Linked DNA regions of Oryctolagus cuniculus: region 2 is linked to region 1. Evidence: chromatin contacts called from public Micro-C data. All regions are on one chromosome and are shown on one strand. The core of a region is the stretch at or near the end of the contact, and the rest is flanking DNA. Distances in the headings are between cores, read along the strand shown.

Region 1 (4,182 bases), core at 598-3,097:
AACTATCCGATCTGACACTTACTTAGAAGAAACCAAAATCTAACAACATAAAAGCACACAGACATTCCTACCAGAGGATTCAAGTCTTTCAGCACCAACCTTCCGCCTAGCTCCTGCTTCCACAGCCTCGGCTGAATCCTCTTTCCGTGTTCCTCCTGAGAGGCTCCAGGCGCACCTTCAAGGTTCCCTCAGATCTCTCCCACTGTGAGCCCCAATGCCCAGTGTCCACAAAGCTCATGACCGCTCCACCTAGAAATGGCCTGGGAAAAAGCCTGCCTGCCTCTCCTCGCCCCGGCTTGTGCCTTCCATACTACATCCTCCCCATCTTCTCAGGACTCAGCTTCATCAAGGGCACAGGAAACAAACGGCTTGCAGTCTGGAAGTCCCTGTGTCGACATGTTTAAGAGCTGTCTAAGTGAGAGCATGCTGCCTCGCTGTCTCTGTTCGTCCCTTTATGATTCCCTGGGCTCTTGGCACACCCCCAGGTCTGCACATGCGCCCTCGGCTCAGAGCGCCTCTCTCCACACCTAAGGACGGGAGCTCGTCTCCTGCCTAGCGCCTTTCACCTTGGCCTTCCAAGGTCTAGCTACACCCTTCTTCCCTTCCCAACAATTCGCCCTCCTGAGAGTGAAGGGGCTGCCTAGTCCCCAGCCCATCCCTACCGCGGCCTCACTCACTTGACAAAGCGGGAGCGGTTTCCAGCCGCACCGAATTCCTCTTCCTCCTCAGAGCTGGACTCCGTGTCCGAGTCCGGAGGCTCCGTGCGGAGCAGGCGGTGGCTGCTGGCGCCCTTCTTGGGCTTCTTTCTCCGGCTGTCCGCAGCCAAGCCGATCAACGCATTGAGCTCTCTGCGTTTTTTCATCTTCTTGTGCGGGGTGAGCGGAGCGGCCACTCCTGAGCTGCCAGGTTCGTATCCGACGCCCAACTCCCTTGCTGCCTTGGAGCTGCCTTCCAGGGTGGGGTATCCTGGGCCAGAGCCCCCTGGTCACTCCCACCCAGGGGTGGGACTGACCAGAACCGCTGGGGGCTGGAGACTGGAGCCCAGAGGAAACTGGAACTCAGATTGGGGGCGGGGTGGGGGTGGGATGGGAGAGATCACATAGAGATGGCCGGGGAGCTTGTGATCCGAATGGGCATGGAGTGTCACTGAGTGGAAAGGGGCGGGGGGAGAGGGGCAACCTATCTCCCACAGCGGATACAAATCCAAGTCAAGAACGTGAGCGTCTCAGCCCTGACAATACTTCTAAGTGTCCTCAGAAAGCCGGGGAAGAACACACAGGCTACTTATTTTGGAGATCCGGGGAAAGAAACTTGTTCTTGAATTGCAGAGGTGCAGAGCTAGCCAGTGGCAACTCGCCAGTCCCTCCCAGTCTGGAGAGGTGGGAGCAGGATGGGGCTCCCGGCCGCCCAGAGAATGCCGGGGCCGGGAAGCCGGCTGGGGTCTGGGCTGATCCCGGTCCTCCCGTCTCCGACCTGAGTCTGAAGAGAGCCCGAGATCGAGGGCGACCCGCAGCCCGACTCTGAGGGCCCGGCCTGAAAGGAGCCAGTCCCACGACAGGGGAGACCCCCAGCCCTGCTGTCTGGGCCTGGGGGGCGCAGTGCTGAGGGGCGAAGGCGGCTCAGCTCACCTGAAGCCCTCCCGCCCAGAGTTTGAGGTGTTCCGGCACCGGCGACTCTCGGCAACTCACACGCGCCGCTCCCACGCCAGCCGCGACTCCCGGCCCCACTCCGGTTCCGGCCGCGGCTGCTCTCGACGGGCTGGCGGCAGCAGCGGCGGCGGCGGCGGCGGCCGCGGGGTCCAGACCCGGGCCATCGCTCCAGCCCCAGCTCACTTCCCCCTTGGCAGCGGCCGCCGGCACCGCCTGCCAGTAAGCCGTGCCCCCATTGGTTGCTCGCCGGGTGACGTCACGCCGGAGGGCGCGAGCGGAGGTGGGAGGCGGGGCGTTAAAGGGGCCCTGACTCTGACCAGGGTTGCGTCCCGCTCGCCGGTTAGGGAGGCCCCGCCCCCAGGGGCGCCGCCCGGGACCTGAGCTCACCTGAGCCGCGCCCGAATTTGGTTTCCGGAGGCGCGGGGGCGGGGTAGACAAAACAAAATAGCTGGGCCACCTGCTTGGAGAGTTCCTCTGCCTCCCTGGTCCCCGGTTGTGAATTGGACTAACCCAGCCCAGAGGCGCCGCCCCGCTGACTCGCAGGCTGTTTACTAAAAGTTTAGGCGTCTTTCAGATTAATGACCCAGTTGAGCATACGCATTCATCCAACAAATATTTAATGAGTGCTACGTGTCAGAGGTTTTCTAGAGCCGGCGATACTCCAGTGAACAAAATACTGCCTGTATAGGGTTGCAAGTGTAGCAAATAAAAACACAAGGACACCAGTAGAGTTAGAGCTTTGGATAAACAGCGAGTAACTTTTTAGTGTAACTAGATCCCATGCAACATCTGGAGATGCTCATGCTGAAAGATTGTCCGTAACTCAAGTTTAATTGGGCATCCCGTATTTTCTCTTTCGATTTCTGCAGCTGGAGATGGAGGCCATAGGCGAGACTGGCAGTGATGGAGAGAGCGTCCTGGATGCTTCTTGAGGACAGAGCAGACAATGTCTGCTGATGCCTTAGATGAAAGGCATCAAAAACAAATTATCAAAAAGGTCATGGATGACTTCAGGGGCTTGAGATGGGGATAAGAGGGAGACGGTGGAACTGAGATGGAGTCGGCCAGGTATGGGGCAAGCTTGGGAAGTCAATTCAGCTTTCAAATGTAGATGTCAGGTAGATGCTATATCCTCTGGGGGTTCTGGGTAGAGACTGGGACCTGCAGTAGAAATTGAGATGTCATCAGATATGAATGATATTTAAAGCAACGTGCTTTGAACCATAGAAGAGTCACTTGAAGTAATCTCTTGTGACACACAGCCCTTGTCTGAGAATTCCCAACCAAAGCCTGGGTCTGGATCTAACTTGACTTGAAGTGGTTAAGGTGTTAGTGACAAAGACCTTACAAATATGTGGTGACTGCATAAGTGGGCGGTGCGGCATAGAGCATGGAGTGGAGGTTGGGAGTTAAGAGGCCCGGGAGTAAATCATGAACCTAACACTAGTTCTGCCAGCATGAATGCATTGTTTTCCTGCTGCAGAATGGAGATGACCACTGATTTCACAGGACAGATGATGAGAAGATGATAGTGGCAGCACCTTGGAAGCCCCCGGTCATGGTGCAGTTCCATCTGCATTGTCCCTTTTTGCTTCTGGAGTTGCACTGCCCAAAACAGTAGTCATTACCCACACATGGCCACTTTTCTCTTTTTTTAAGATCTTATTTATTTATTTGAGAGGTAGAGTTACAAACAGGGAGAGGGAGAGACAGAGAGAGAGGTCTTCCATCTGCTGGTTCATTCCCCAGATGGGCACAACGATCCAAAGCCAGGAGCCAGGAACTTCTTCTGGGTCTCCACATGGGTGCAGGGGTCCAAGGACTTGGGCCATCTTCTGCTGCTTTCCCATTGGCAGAGAGCTGGATCAGAAGTGGAGCAGCTGGGACTTAAGCCGGCACCCATATGGGATGCTGGTGCCACCAGTGGAGGCTTAGCCTGCTATACCACAGCGCTGGCCCCAGCCACTTATATTTAACTTAATTGAAATGATGTAGAAATTTGGCAATAGTTCCTCAGCTTCACTAGCCACTGTGTCCAGTAGCCACATGTGGCTGGTGGCTACCAGGCAGCACAGAATGGAACAATTCCAGCATCCCAGAATGTGGGACTGGACAGTTGTGCACGAGTACTTCCCTGCAGGACTGGGGATGGACAGGTCAGGGTTCTGACTTCAGCAACCATTTCACAAACACATCCTGTGGTCACCAGGAGCCCCAGGTGAGAGAGGAGCTGGCTCAGGGTGAGTGGACCCTCCTGTGATGTAGAAGCACAGCCTGACCATGGGAACCAGGGGCTGAGGAACCCAGGAGAGAGAGGCAGGGCCAAGGATGTATCACTCCAGCGCATGGCTTCCGGTCAGTCACGTGCAGTCCTCTCCGCAGGGGTAAGGGGCTCCCCCAGGGATGCATGGGGGGAGCTGGTGGTGGGTGGGGAGGCTGCTGCCTCAGCCCTTTGTCCGCCTGTTTGCCCCTGATCTGTGGACAACACTCCGCCTGTGTTGGGTAAACATCCCACAGGATGCTGAGTCACCCT
Region 2 (4,182 bases), core at 727-3,226, 180 kb before region 1:
ATGTCTGCAACTGCCAGAGCTGTGCCAAAGCCAGGAGCTAAGAGCTTCTTCCAGGTCTCCCATATGGGTGCAGAGGCCCAAACTCTTGGGCCATCTCCCACTGCTTTCTCAGGCCCTAGCAGGGAGCTGGATAGGAACTGGAGCAGCTGGGACTCGAACCAGCGCCTACATGGGATGCCAGCTCTGCAGATGGTGACTTTACCTGCTACGTTGCAGCGCCTGGAAACCACCCCCCCCCCCAATGTGGTCCCTATTCTCCACCAGATGCCCTCAGCTTCCTGGACAGACCATAGGCTGGGCCATGTCCAGTCAGGCCGGAAGAAGGGATTGGCCTTTGCACAGCCCTGGGGAGCCTTTGTCCCCTTATCATCCCTGTTGGGAGCCAATGTCCTCCACCACAACCACAGCCACCTCCCACTCCCCTACATGTGTGAGGCCAGTGTTACCCAAACCTCACACCTGAGCCAGGACTTGCACCCACAGTCGCATTTCTCTCTTCACCTTGCCCCCACCCTAGCCACCGAACCTGTGCCCACAGTCACCCACTGCTCTCCCCTGCTGGGTCTCCAGCTAGTGCGGTGCTAGGACACTGAAGCCACTGGCCACAGGTGGGAGCGAGCCCAGAACCCAGGATGCTCAGGCAGAGGCTTGCAGAACACAGACTCCAAGGGTGCTTTATTGAGGAGGCACCGGGAGAACGGATGGTGTGGCCTGGTCGCCGCGGGTGGACAGTGAGGGTTGCGCAGAGACCTTCAGGGTTGTAGGAACCCCCCAGCCCTGCTCCCCGAGTCAGAGAGAGGGGAGGGTGTGCTCTCAATGCAGCTCCAGCCTACGGACCATACTGGCACAAGCCAGAACCGCCCTTGATAATCCCAATCCCATGCTGTGACAGACACGGGTGGCAGGGGCAGGCGAGGGCGTTGTCACGGTTTGCAGGGACAGGTACAGCCCTGGCTGACCTTCCTCCCTCCTCTCCCTCTCCCTCCCACTCCCTTGGCATGAAGGCGTCTTGGTTCAGTGCCCAAATGCCATGGGGGGAGGGGCTGAAGTCAGAGTTTCAGGGTTCAGGGACTCATTTGCATCGTCAGGGGGACGAGGTGAAGTAGGGCCCAAAAGCCCCACATAGGGACCAAGGCTTCGCTTCCTGTTTAGGGACGCGAGTCCTTCCGCCATCACCACGTTGTCCCCTGCTGAAGGTCCGGAGACGGGACAGAGGAGGCCACCTGTGCCCTTCTGAAAAACATTTTCTTGTAAGTGCTTAAACAGCACTAAACGGAGAGCAGCCGGGCAGAGGAGTCCGGCCGGGGGCCCGGTCCGCTAGGGGGCGGCCCGCTCCCGGGGCAGGTTGAGTTGAAGTCCTTCGGTGCGTGGCGCGCAGATGGCTGCAGGCGCCGGCGCGTCCAGGGCGAAGGGGCCCGGGCCCGGGCTGGAGCGGCCGGAGGACGCGGCCGACACGGCGGGGCTGAGCTGCACGGCCGTGGTGTCCTGCGCCGTGCGCTCGCTGCTCTCCATCTCCAGCGCCACCGGCCCGGCGCGGCCGCCGCCCCGGCCTAGGTCCGCCGCGGCCGCCGCCGAGCGCGCACGGGGCGCTGGGCCCCGGCGGCTACACACGCAGCAGGCGGCGAAGAAGCCCAGCGCTAGCGCGAGCAGCACCGGCCCCACGACGAGCGGCGCGTTGTGCCCGGGCAGGAAGGAGGCGAAGGCGCCCACCAGCGTCACGTTCACGCCCGCCAGCAGCACGCACAGACCGCAGGCGCAGCACAGTGCGGGCGAAGGCAGGCCGGGTAGCCGGCCCTGAGCGCGGCCCGTGGGGGCCCGAGCCCTGGGCCCCGTGCTCTTCTTCTCCGCGGGCGGCATTGGCCTGCGCCCTCCTGGCACGCATCAAGTGGCCTCCTGCCGCCAAGTTCAGGGTCGTCCTGTGGGCAAACAGCAAGAGGGAGGAGTCAGCGGGGCGACTCAGTCTCCAACCCCAGACTCACTTCTGTGGCTACATTCATCTTGGCCAGCCCCCTGCCTCTAGGAAGCAACAGCTCATTCCATATGGCGAGATTCTGCCCATGGCTTCCCCACACAGTCCATAAAGCCCCTGTTCCCGCAGTCTTCTCTCCCTCCCCACTTCCTCTGGCCTCCCAGATAGCTGCAGTCCCTCCACCTCCAGGCAGCCTTCCTGGGTTAAGTGAATGGCTGTAAGTGCTCAGCAGGTGCTCATTAAACGAGAATCCTCATCAGTAGTCCTAATTAGAGGGCAGGTGGCCACTTTTGGGACTTAGAACACCCCCCAACCCTGCTCCCCAAGTGCAAGAGGCCTTGGACATCCTCTGGTCCAGCCCCTCCTCCATCAGGTGAAGAAACAAGCCCGGGGCAGAGGTAGTTTTCTCAGGATCGTGGGCCAGGACCTAAATGACTTGCTGCCCTCAGCAGGCTCTGGTAGGGACAGCAGTGACATCAATGCTCTTGTACATCAGACGAGGCCCTGAGTGAGTGGCCCTTGAGAGGGAGGACCTCCCGCTGCTGCAGGTGTCCAGTGGGAGCCGACAGTCCCCAGCGGGGCTGTGCCGGGCTGCAGCACACCCAAGATCCCCGGGGCCCTTTCTGGACTGGGCATTCTATTCGATGCCAAGCCTATGTCCGTTCCACCGCCCAGGGCTCTGCTGTGGAACCTGGATGTGAAGCCCCACCACTGGACGCCAGAATTCCTTTCTAGGATTCTCCAGGGGCGCCTGGTTCTGGGATCTATGCCTGGACTGCAGAATGCTGCACATTTCCTCAGAAGCCGGAGGAATGTCATCCCAGTGCAGGGATTCAGGCTTCTGTATGAGAATTCCTTTCTGTAACATGAGATGGCAGCTCAAAGGCCCTCGAAAGGACCAGATCATGCTTAGTAAGTTGTGTTAGCTTTGTGAACAGACAGCAGGCAAGGGGCCTGGGTGGGGTGGGGTGGGGGTGGGGTGAGGCACAGGGGGCTGGCCAGGACCAGTGGCCCCACATGCTGTGCTCAGCGTTGTCACCCACAACGCCACCTTGAATACAAGTCAACTTCATCCTTGTGGTTGACACAGAAGGGAATCGAGAAGTTTTGGCCCTGGGAGGTCGGTCAGGACCGCTTTGGCAGCAGCAAAGCTGCCCACTCCCTGCGTGGAGGAACCTTCAAAGCCCGCACCGCACCAGGGCCGAGGAAGCCGCGTGCTGCATGGGTGAGGATGAGTGCGGGGCCAGGGAGGTGCGGCTCAGCTCCTTCACTACGGACAAAGGTGGGGCTCTGCTAGGCTCAAGCAGGTCAGTGGCCCTGGAGGACCTCCCCCAGGTTGGTCCCAAGCTGGGACTCCAGGGTTCCCTCCCCCTGTCACCACGCTGAGAGCTGGCGGTTCTACTGGGACTCCATATCAAGCTGGCAGGCAGTTAGAGACCCCCAAACCCTGGCAAAGACAGACAGCTGACGGGGTGGGCTGTGAGACCTCCAGACCTCCCCTTGAACCCCTGCTCCAGCGCACTCAGTAGTGCAGGGTCTTCCTGCCCCTGGGAAGGTCTCAGGCTGAGGCTGCAGGCCATGCCTCTGCTGGAGGGGACGGAGACAGCCCTCCCTTCCCCTCCCCTCCCCTCCCCCCAAGTGATGCCAGGTTCTTGGGAGCAGAGAGTGGACAAGGGTCTGGGGGCCCTGGGTGGCTGGAGGGTCCAGGAATCTCCTGTGCTTTCCCTCACAGGGAAGACTCTTTGGGTTTCCACAGTCCTACTCTGAGGCGCCCAGGTAGGATTTTCTTTATATTTCTCTATTTTTTGGGATCCCTGTGGCTTGCTGTCTTGTGTGAGTTTGGAGCAATTTCTGGCCATTGTCTTTACCCCCTCTTCTCTCTCCTCTCTTCCTGGAACCCTGACTGCACCCAGGCTCGCCGTCTGACAGTGTCTCACTTGGCTATCACACTCTCTTCTGTGTTCCCCACCCTTCCCCCATCTGTTTCAGGCTGGGCATCCTCCTACTGATCTGTCAGCCCGTTCACCAGCCCCGTCTGCACGCGTTTTCTCTGTGGCTACATCTATCTGTTGAGGTTCCGGTTTCCGCTGTTGTAACTTTTCAGTTCTAGAATTTCCACTCGCTTCTTTCCCACGGATTCTAGTTTGCCACGGGAAGATGTTCTCTTGTTCTCTACCTTCTGCAGCATGTTAAAGCCTGTGAAGTTCATGTCC

Evidence for each region. A called contact is a pair of places that touch in the nucleus more often than the background predicts.
Region 2: a Micro-C map of ear pinna shows a contact between it and region 1, with 3 times the contacts expected there. The contact joins the promoter of TMEM275 here to the promoter of EFCAB14 in region 1. A contact is called at or near these places in 2 of 6 Hi-C or Micro-C datasets (ear pinna and an unstated tissue).

The regions. Positions count from the first base shown.
Region 1 is chr7:126,086,464-126,090,645 of mOryCun1.1, reverse strand. EFCAB14 (EF-hand calcium binding domain 14) reads right to left here and starts at 1,847. Exons shown (of 10, transcript XM_070078553.1): 1 at 678-1,847. The coding sequence starts at 862.
Region 2 is chr7:126,271,017-126,275,198 of mOryCun1.1, reverse strand. It overlaps TMEM275 (transmembrane protein 275), which reads right to left and starts at 1,976. Exons shown (of 1, transcript XM_051856516.2): 1 at 649-1,976. The coding sequence starts at 1,857. The coding sequence ends at 1,318.